2 separate regions of the Sus scrofa genome follow, and region 2 is linked to region 1. Evidence: chromatin contacts called from public HiChIP or PLAC-seq data. All regions are on one chromosome and are shown on one strand. Each heading gives the region's core, a stretch centred on a gene start, on an enhancer-like site or on the middle of the called end of the contact. The rest is flanking DNA. Distances are from core to core; before and after follow the strand shown.

Region 1 (4,554 bases), core at 1,726-4,225:
ATCCAATGCATCATGGGTAGATGAGGGGCAGCCAGGCCTTTACCACCTGAGTTGGTTTCATACCTGTCTACCCTTTCCCCTCTCCCTCCTCTTCCAGGGGTGAGGAAGATGCCCCTGTTGTAGGAAGTGGCTGCAGAGCCAAGTAGCCAGAGTAATGGACCTGGCCTTCGTCCTGAGATGACCTTGGCACCTAAGACACAAAGTCCACAGGCCTGGAACTCCTGCAGGCTTTGAGCACTTTTCCAGCTACTGGCGATGCCAAGGATTCTCAGCAAGACCGAGCACCTTTTATGGACTCATCTATGTCTTGAATGCGTGCCTGAACCTTGTGATCAGGTCCTGCCCATTGTTTAGGAATTGCTACCATATACAATACACAGGGAAAACAGATCAAGTAATGTCTGTTCATCAACAGAGGACTCCATCTGGGGCAGCAAGCATTGATCATAGGGACACTTTTCTATTTCAGTTCAACACAAGCTCCATGCCAGGCACAGGGATGCCCAGAAGAACAATATAGCCCCTGTCGTCAGGGAGCTTCCAGCTTGACAGAAAAAAAAAAAGAAAAAGGAAAAAAAAAAAAAAAAAGACTTGTAAAGAAGTAAATGCTAGAAAATATGTTATAATTGCTCTGATGTGGGCCTCAGCTCAGTTTACAGATAAGGGGATCAGTTTCACCTAGGGTGGGGGGAAGGGAGTAGGGGGCATTGGAAGGGTTTCCATCTGGGAGAAAATGAGGACACGTTGACCAGTCAGACAAGAAAGGGCACTTCAATAGAGCCAAGGAGGTCAGAAAGGATACAGCACATTGACAAAGCTCAAGAGCAGAGGCTGGGGGGGAGGGCAGTGGAGGCTAGGGGAGGGCAGAGGTGGGCAGTGTAAGGATAGAGATTTGTGTGCTGGGCTGAAGAGCTTGGACTAGATCCTCTTGGCACAGGGAGCCCCGAAGAGCTTTAAGCAGGACAGAAGGTGAAGAGGTCATATTGACCCTGGGGAAAACTGCTGGGGTGGCAGTGTGGCAACAGGAGGGGAGCAGATCAACTCAGGAGGCCAGGAAATTGGTCCAGGCACAAGTGAGAGCTGACACTGGGGAGCAGCCAAGGGCTGAAGGGAGACTCTGGAGGAATAGGAATTGCCAGAACCAAAAGCTGCTTTGGAGATGGGGAAGGAGTTGAGCTCTGAGGGTTCCCCTGGGGGTGGAGGAGGGCACGGACCAGGACATAGGGTGGGGAGGAGATCTGGGGGGAAATTTGCCCTGTTTTGACAGCTTTAGTTTGCCATACTCAGTACCAGACATTGACTTGAGTAACTGAGGTCCCTGCCCTCTGCCCCGTACTTTGGGGGCCCCATTCCTGCCCCTCCTGGATCAGAGCACTTCCCATGAGGCAATGAGAAGTCTGTAGGACCACGAGGCTGTGCCCACCTAGTTCCAGTGACACCTCACTCTAGTCTTGCTCTAGATAATTGAACCTGGAAATGCCACACCCAAATGGCCCCTACCTATGGCCTCTGCCCAGGTCTGTCCTCCCGAGGGTGGCCAATATGCACACTCCTGGCTGCAGGCAGTGGCCAAGTGGCATGCAGAGATGGAGCTTGGACGTGCATCCAAGCTGTTGAGTTGTCTGTGCATGGGTGTATGCGAGGCCTCCCACTGTGCAGGACAGAGGAGGGTTTGGAAGAGAAAGACTCTCCATTCGTCCCCCATAGGTATCAAGGACAGACCTGGAGGTAACCTGTGGGGTCCTTTTCTTACAGTTCTGGAATCTTTTCCACACCAATCACAATATCTGCAACCCCACCTCTGAGCAAAGAACAGCAAGAAAGGGAGGCTGAGTGCATGCATCTCAAGTGACTCCAGAAAGATAAAGACACACCTTGATGCCCCGCAGGTAGCATGAAAGACAAAAGGAGGGGCCACCTCTCTTTCTGGCCTGTAGTCCTAACTCAGGCTCCTCTGCAGAATCTTTACATCTTTCATGAAAACCAGTAGGTCTCCCCCGTACCTCTGCTCTGATGACAAGGCAGCCCCTTTTCCTGGGGAGAAAAGCCACCTGGATTATCCCCCCCACACACACCCATGTCTGGCTGCCTCGTCATCTTTTTAATAATCTCATAGGAAAATATATTGTTTTTCATTTGCCTCTTAGTTCCTCCCTCCTCTAGCAATTTCTTCTTTCTCCCTCTGAAACCTTATTTTTGCTGTATGGAACCCTGGGCTATAGATTGCCTTAAAAACATGCACTGTAAAGTAAACACATATGGCTGTATCTCTGAATTGTCCAGATCAGGTCCAGCTGTAGAACTTCACCCTTCCAGCTGTTTCCTTGTGAACAGCCCAACAACTGCAGGATCCTGGCTTAAAAGCTACTGTTACTGGTCAGGAGCTCCACGGACACGGTTCACCTTAGATCACCATGAAGAATCGGAGCAGCCCAGGTCAATGGCCCAGGCCCAGGCCCCTGACAAAGCAGGCAGGGTACTGCTGCAGCCCAGGGGCAGGGTGGGGGGAGGGCAGAGAGTGACCCCAGGCTGCCAGAAGCTACCTGACACCTGTGTCCCCGGGGTGTTTCATAAGCCCCAACAGCTCCATAGTTTTAGGGGAAGCGGGGGCTCCCATTACTGTACCAGCCCGTCACCTTCCCTGGAAAGTAACTCCCACCCCACTTTGAACTTTGTCCCCGGTGAAGGAGGGGAGGTGACTGCATATGTCAAAAAAGGTCCAGTCTGGCCTCAAAGAAAGGGCTGCACTGTCTCCCTCTCACAGAGCCCTCTGCAGTTCCTTTTAATCCGCTTACTCGGTGCTCCCCTCAGGTGGGGGGAGCACAGATCCCTCTGTCAACAGCTCTATCTAGAGCAGCCCCGGGGCCAGCCCAGCCTTCACCCTGGCCCCTCGGCCTGCTCGGCGCTCCCTGACCCCGGGACTCAGCTGTGAGAATCAATCATCTCCTTCCAGAACTCATCATTCAGCAGCTGCGGGGCCTCAGCTATTTTTACTGCCCTGGGAAACCCGTGGCCAAGGACGTGCTGGGCTACCTTTGCAGGAGGTGTTGCTGCAGAAAGAAGCCACGGGTTGTCAGGGCAGCTGAGCCTCTGCCTCAAGGTTAAACCCAAAGTGTCTGCCCTAGAACAGGAGAGCACTTGACCTTCCGCTGTGCTGCAACATGAAGGCTTATGTGGGGGAAGCAGAGGGGACCGGCCCAGGGCTGAGGTAGAAGGGAGGGGGAGGGGAGCGGGGTAGACACATGTGTGCCTGGGCTTCTCCTACCCAACAGGGGTGTCAGAAATCATAACAGCTCAGGCACCTGCGCTGCCCCCGCCAAGAAACACCCTTCAACAACCAACACACACAGGGAGCCTTCTATGCGCTGGCCTGGCTCTGGGCCTGGCAGTTCAGGATCTGCCCTGGAGCTGGCCAGCATCTAGAGAGGCCAAATCTCACAGAGCATCACCAAACCCACAAAGAGAGCTTCCCGGTCAGTCCACCCATCACCCTGTTCTTTGCCAGCCTGAGTTTATAACTCTCTTGGTTCCCAGGGGAGGAACCCACGGGGTGAAGGAGCAGGTGATGCAAAGCATTTTAGATTTGCAAAGGTTCATCCGACACCCTAAACAAGCTCCTTCAGCACAGTCCTCTGAGGTAAGTCAGTATTTTTAGTCTGTTTAAAAATAGTCTGGACGGCCAGCAGCTCGGCTGCCTGTGCACACGTGTGCTTTGCTGAGTGGGAAGAGCAGAACTTACCGAGGAGGTCCTATCAGCCACAGGTGGGACAGGTCTCAGGCTCCCTCTATGTCTCCCATCTCCAGAAAGGAAAGAAGGTGGTCTGGAAAGGAAAGATGAGGTCTGAGGCTCTGCTGTTTGCACCTCTGTGACCTCTTGGGTGGCAGGGAAGCAGAACCATGAAAAACTCTGATGGAGGGATGGGTGATGGGGTGGCTGATGGTCTGGATCCCATTCAGGCTCCAATGAGGTGAGTCCAGATCCAGTTCTCCCTGAGCTGGGGAACAGGCTGGTGTGCCATTGCCTCCCTGGTCTGTTGAGGAGGAGCTGGGAGGCTAAAGGCTCAGATTCAAGGTGGAAAGGGAGATACTCATGGAACGTTATGTCTCTCAGAGCAGGAGGCAGGCGTGAGGGCTGCTTGGGTTACGTGAGACAGTGTGTGACCTCGCCTGGGTGGGGCAGCAGCATGAGGTCCTGAGAGGTTTGTGAACCACCCCAGGGCCCTGGAGTCCAGTCAGGCCCAAGACCTCCCTCCGTGCCCCAGGCTCTCTGTGGCTGTGATCGACCAGGCACTTTACTGCTCTGAAATAGTCTCTCCCACAATCAAAGCCAAATTAGCAAATCATTTAAAGAATAAGTCACTTGACACTTTCATTTACAGCTGGGGAGTGTGCAAATTGACATACCTAACCTTTCTGGAGGACAATTTGGCAATTAGTATTAGACCTTAAAAACATTCACAAGAGCTAATCGTTTCTGCTTTATACACTTCCCCAAAGCAAAGGATGCCCAACAACTGCGGAATAGTGAAATGGATGCATTTACGTAATGAAGTA
Region 2 (4,305 bases), core at 1,590-4,089, 88 kb before region 1:
TGGAAAACAAGATGGTGGTACCTAAGAAAATTAAAAATTGGAAAATTTTAAAAAAGAACAACCATACGATCCAGCAATTCCACTTCTGGGTATACATCAAAAGAAAAGGAAAACAGATATATATACACTTCCATGCTTACTGCAACATTATTCACAATAGGCAAGACATGGAAACAACTCAAATGCCCATCAATGGATAAATGGACAAAGATGGGGGGTGTATATACATATAATATATACATTATATATATATAATAATATAGTTCAGCCATGAAGAAGAAAGAACCGCCATTTGTAACAATATGGATGGACCTTTAGTGCATTAGGCTAAGTAAGAAAAGTCAGACAGAAACACAAGTACTGAGTGATATCACTTGTGTGTGGAATCTAAAAAAGTCAAACCCATAACAAACAAACAGAGAGGAAAATGGTGGTTACCAGGAAATGGGGGGCATGGGGATAAGATTGATGGTGTTTAATGGTCTGAACTTGTAATTACTACTATATAAGCCATAAAGATTTAATAGATAGTATATGGACTATAGACAATAATATTGAACTATAAGTATGTAATGTAATAAATATTTTTACAATGGCATATTATAATATATAAATTATCAAAGTAACACCACATTGTACACCTTAAATTTACACAATGTTACATGTCAAATTAATCCAATTACAAAAATAAACATTTTTAAAAAGACAAGCAAAATCTGTGAAACCATCACAACCAAGAGGAGCCAATAAAGCGTGATGAGATGACTAATGCAGCATCCTGGATGGGACCCTGGGCCTGAAAAAGGACATTAGTGAAAAAAATTACTGAAAGATGACTAGTGAGAATTTGGTTAATAGTCATGTGCAATGCTCATTTCTTGGTTGTGATAAATATACCATGGTGCTATAACATAATAAAGGAATTTGGTTCAGGAGGATACAAAAACTTTTGGTATCAGCTTTGCAATATTTCTATAAATCTAAAGATATTCTTTTTTTTTTTTTTGTCTTTTTGCCTTTTCTAGGGCCACTCCCATGCCATATGGAGGTTCCCAGGCTAGGGGTCTAATCGGAGCTGTAGCTGCCAGCCTACGCCAGAGCCACAGCAACGCGGGATCCGAGCCGCGTCTACAACCTACACCACAGCTCACGGCAACACCGGATCCTTAACCCACTGAGCAAGGCCAGGAATCAAACCCACAACCTCATGGCTCCTAGTCGGATTTGTTAACCACTGAGCCATGACAGGAACTCCCTAAAATAAAAATTTATTCAAAAAACAGATGGAACCAGCACTATTTACAATAGCTAAGACATGGGAGCAACCTAAATGTCTGTTAACAGGAATCAGTGAAGAAGATATGATACATATATACAATGGAATGTTACTTGGTCATAAAAAAGAATAAAATAATGCCATTTGCAGCAACATGGCTGGACCTAGATGTTATCATATTGAATGAAGTGAGTCAGAGAAAGACAAACATCATATGAGATCACTTATATGTGGAATCTAAAAAAATGATACAAATGAACTTATTTGCAGAACAGAAACAGACTCATAAACTTTGAAAACAAACTTATAGTTACCCAAGGGGACAGCGCGGGGGAGGGATGGACTGGGGGTTTGGGATTGGCATATGCAGAGATATATGGAATGACTGGTCAATGGGGACCTGCTGTACAGCACAGGGAACTCTACTTAATATTCTGTAATCATCTCTGTGGGAAAATAATCAGAAAAAGAATGGACGTGTGTGCATATACAACTGAATCACTGTTGTACAGCAGAAATTATCACAACATTGTAAATCAACTATACTTCAATAAACTTTTTTTAAAAAAGGTGAAGCGTGAAAGTAAAAAGAAGCCCTGGCAGGATACATAAGAAACTAATAAAAGTGGTTACACGCAGGGATGGGGATGCGTGCGCTCCCTTTCAAGAGTGGGAGTGAGACTTCTCAGCATATATATTTTTAATATCATTTCAAGTTATGAATAATGTAAATGTATTACCTGCCTTTTAAAAAAAGGACACAGTCTAGGTCTGCAGACTGTTTAAACATGGAGTGGGAACATCAATGACAAAGCTTAAGCTTATTAGGCAAAATGCTAATTTCTAAAAAAATAGAGCCAGTGTCCTAAATGAAGGCCAGACATATGGGTCTAAGGTTGCCAGTTGCAAAGGCCCTTTCCTCGCAAGGAGCTGTTTGTGGCTGCCCGTCTGGACTGTGGGATCGTGAGTGTGAAGTTTTGAAAAACCAATTTGGCTCCAAGGGGCCTCCAGAGGGCTGGCTGTTTTGCAAGCCTCTGGCCCTTCCTCTCTGTATGCTGACTCTCAGACTGTTTGTGACCAGCAGCGCCTCACGAGCTCTGCTGCGAAGGTGCCCTGTCAGACAGGAAGCAGGGGGATTGTATATTGTAGACCTGAGTCCTAATAAATAAATTCAGAGGCCGATATCACGCTGTATAATGGGGTGTGGGAAAAGAGTAATAAAGATCAGGCAACAGAGTCTTCCCAGAAGCCTGGGAAGAGGGCAGAAGTTGGAGAGAAGTTGAACCTGGGCCAAATGGTAGGAGCCAAAGATGCAGTTGTCGGCCACAGGCAGTGGCATTTGTGCTAAGCTCATCCCAGATGCCGCCTCGAAGGCAGGACACGCGAGACTGAAAACTAAGAAGATGGGCTGCAGCAAAATACTGTCGCTTCATTTTAAAGCCAACCCGAAAGTGAAAACTTTGGCACTCCTGTTGTGGCTCAGCTTGTTAAGAACCCAATTTAGTGTCCGTGAGGATGCTGGTTTGATCCCTGGCCTCAGTGGGTTAATGATCCCGCGTGGCTGTGGCTGTGGCGTAGGCCGGCAGTTGCAGCCCTGACTCAACCCCTAGCCTCGGAACTTCTGTATGCTGCAGGTGCGGCCATAAAAAGAAAAAAGTGAAATCTTTAGACTGCCCCCTCCCCTTTCTTGTCACTGTGATGTCGGCTAATTTATGGGGCTTGATGGTAGAAAGTGTGTGGAATCATCCGAAGGTTGCAACAATCTTTACTTTCTGGGTAAAGTCTCCCGTGTATTGTAGGATTCCTTCTCCCTCTTCCTGATCCTTTCCTGTGTGGAAACTGCTGAGATGGGTGAGACTGAACAGCTCTCAGGTTCTTTCTCAAAGTCTATGAAATGTCTTGGCTTAAGGGAACTGGATTTCAGAGCTTAAATCCCCGAGGGGTGTTTCAACAAGACGAGGGGTTGGGCTGGCTGGTGCAGTTTAAAAAATGAAAGTCAATGGCTCCTTTTTAAAATTTAAAGAGAGAAAAAAGGGTGTCCTGACAGGCCAAAACTATCTCCCGATTTTTCCAGGTCTCCTAAATGTGATAGGTGTGAAACTGGCGGGAATAAAATGTGGAAACAGGAAGAGACCAAATTAATTGAATCTTTGAGGTTCAAATTTCATGAGCTCATGAGAGTGCTATGGTCCTTGGAGAAGGTGGAATAAATGCAAGAAGCTGAAACCTTTTTGTTCATGCAGAGTTTATTTCCTCAAACATGGCTTATTCACTGTAAAACTAACAGTCTGTGTTGAAAGACCATCTCGTGAAACATTTCAGGTAGAAGAAGAATGTTTTATGCAATCATATCTCCCCATGAGGAAATCCATCCAAAGCTCAAATGATTCACACACAAAAAAGTTCATGGAATTGTTCATGTCTGAACTCAAAATTCTCCAGAGACATATTAGCTTGTTTGATAAACCAGAAAGAGTGTGTTTTTTGTGCAAGTATTTTAATACAGGAAATATGAGTCTCGTCTGTATCTCTCCAAGTTCAAGTGTATGAGGGAGTTTTGAAGTAATATGCTGCTGCTTGAGTCCTCAAATATTAGTTAAAACAGATATATACCAAGACGTTACTGAGGAAACTGCTTCTTTGGTCTGTACACACTGAAGAAATGGCAAAAGTGCACGCTGTACATCTGCTAAAGAAAACAGAACTGAAGGAAGATGCTGAGAAACTGAAAATCATTTCCAAGATATTTCCCTGCGAAAATCTCCAACGATCCTGGATACACTGGTTTCATGTTTAAACCCAGCACTGCACATCACATTTTATAGCCAAGAACCGTGCCTACGGGGAGGCTCAGAACCAGTCTGACCGCTTTTCTGAGATTGGAAAAGGGGGAAATATCACCTTAGAGCATCTGCTTTTTAGTAGGCAGCCTTGGCACTCTGTGGGGACAGCACTCTGCCGAGAGGAGGGCCAGGCCAGGGGATGCTGGGGAGGGAGCACCGTCTCTTTTTCTGGCTCGGACCCCAGAG

What was found. HiChIP or PLAC-seq counts read pairs in DNA pulled down with a chosen protein or histone mark.
Region 2: an H3K27ac HiChIP or PLAC-seq map of skeletal muscle shows a contact between it and region 1. The contact joins two enhancer-like sites. A contact is called at or near these places in 4 of 47 Hi-C or Micro-C datasets (fetal skeletal muscle, omental adipose tissue, psoas muscle and 1 more) and 1 of 2 datasets of contacts at active chromatin or transcription factors (skeletal muscle).

What each region holds. Positions count from the first base shown.
Region 1 is chr1:190,033,897-190,038,450 of Sscrofa11.1, reverse strand. No RefSeq gene overlaps it. Among named protein-coding and RNA genes, the nearest start is that of SLC38A6, 110 kb to the right of the region's middle. Within about 2 kb of position 2,975, at least 8 of the 83 cell types and tissues checked have an H3K27ac peak or open chromatin away from gene starts, as enhancers often do. A contact at or near this core is called in fetal skeletal muscle and skeletal muscle, where this site is marked.
Region 2 is chr1:190,122,190-190,126,494 of Sscrofa11.1, reverse strand. No RefSeq gene overlaps it. Among named protein-coding and RNA genes, the nearest start is that of TMEM30B, 47 kb to the left of the region's middle. Within about 2 kb of position 2,839, at least 4 of the 83 cell types and tissues checked have an H3K27ac peak or open chromatin away from gene starts, as enhancers often do. A contact at or near this core is called in fetal skeletal muscle and skeletal muscle, where this site is marked.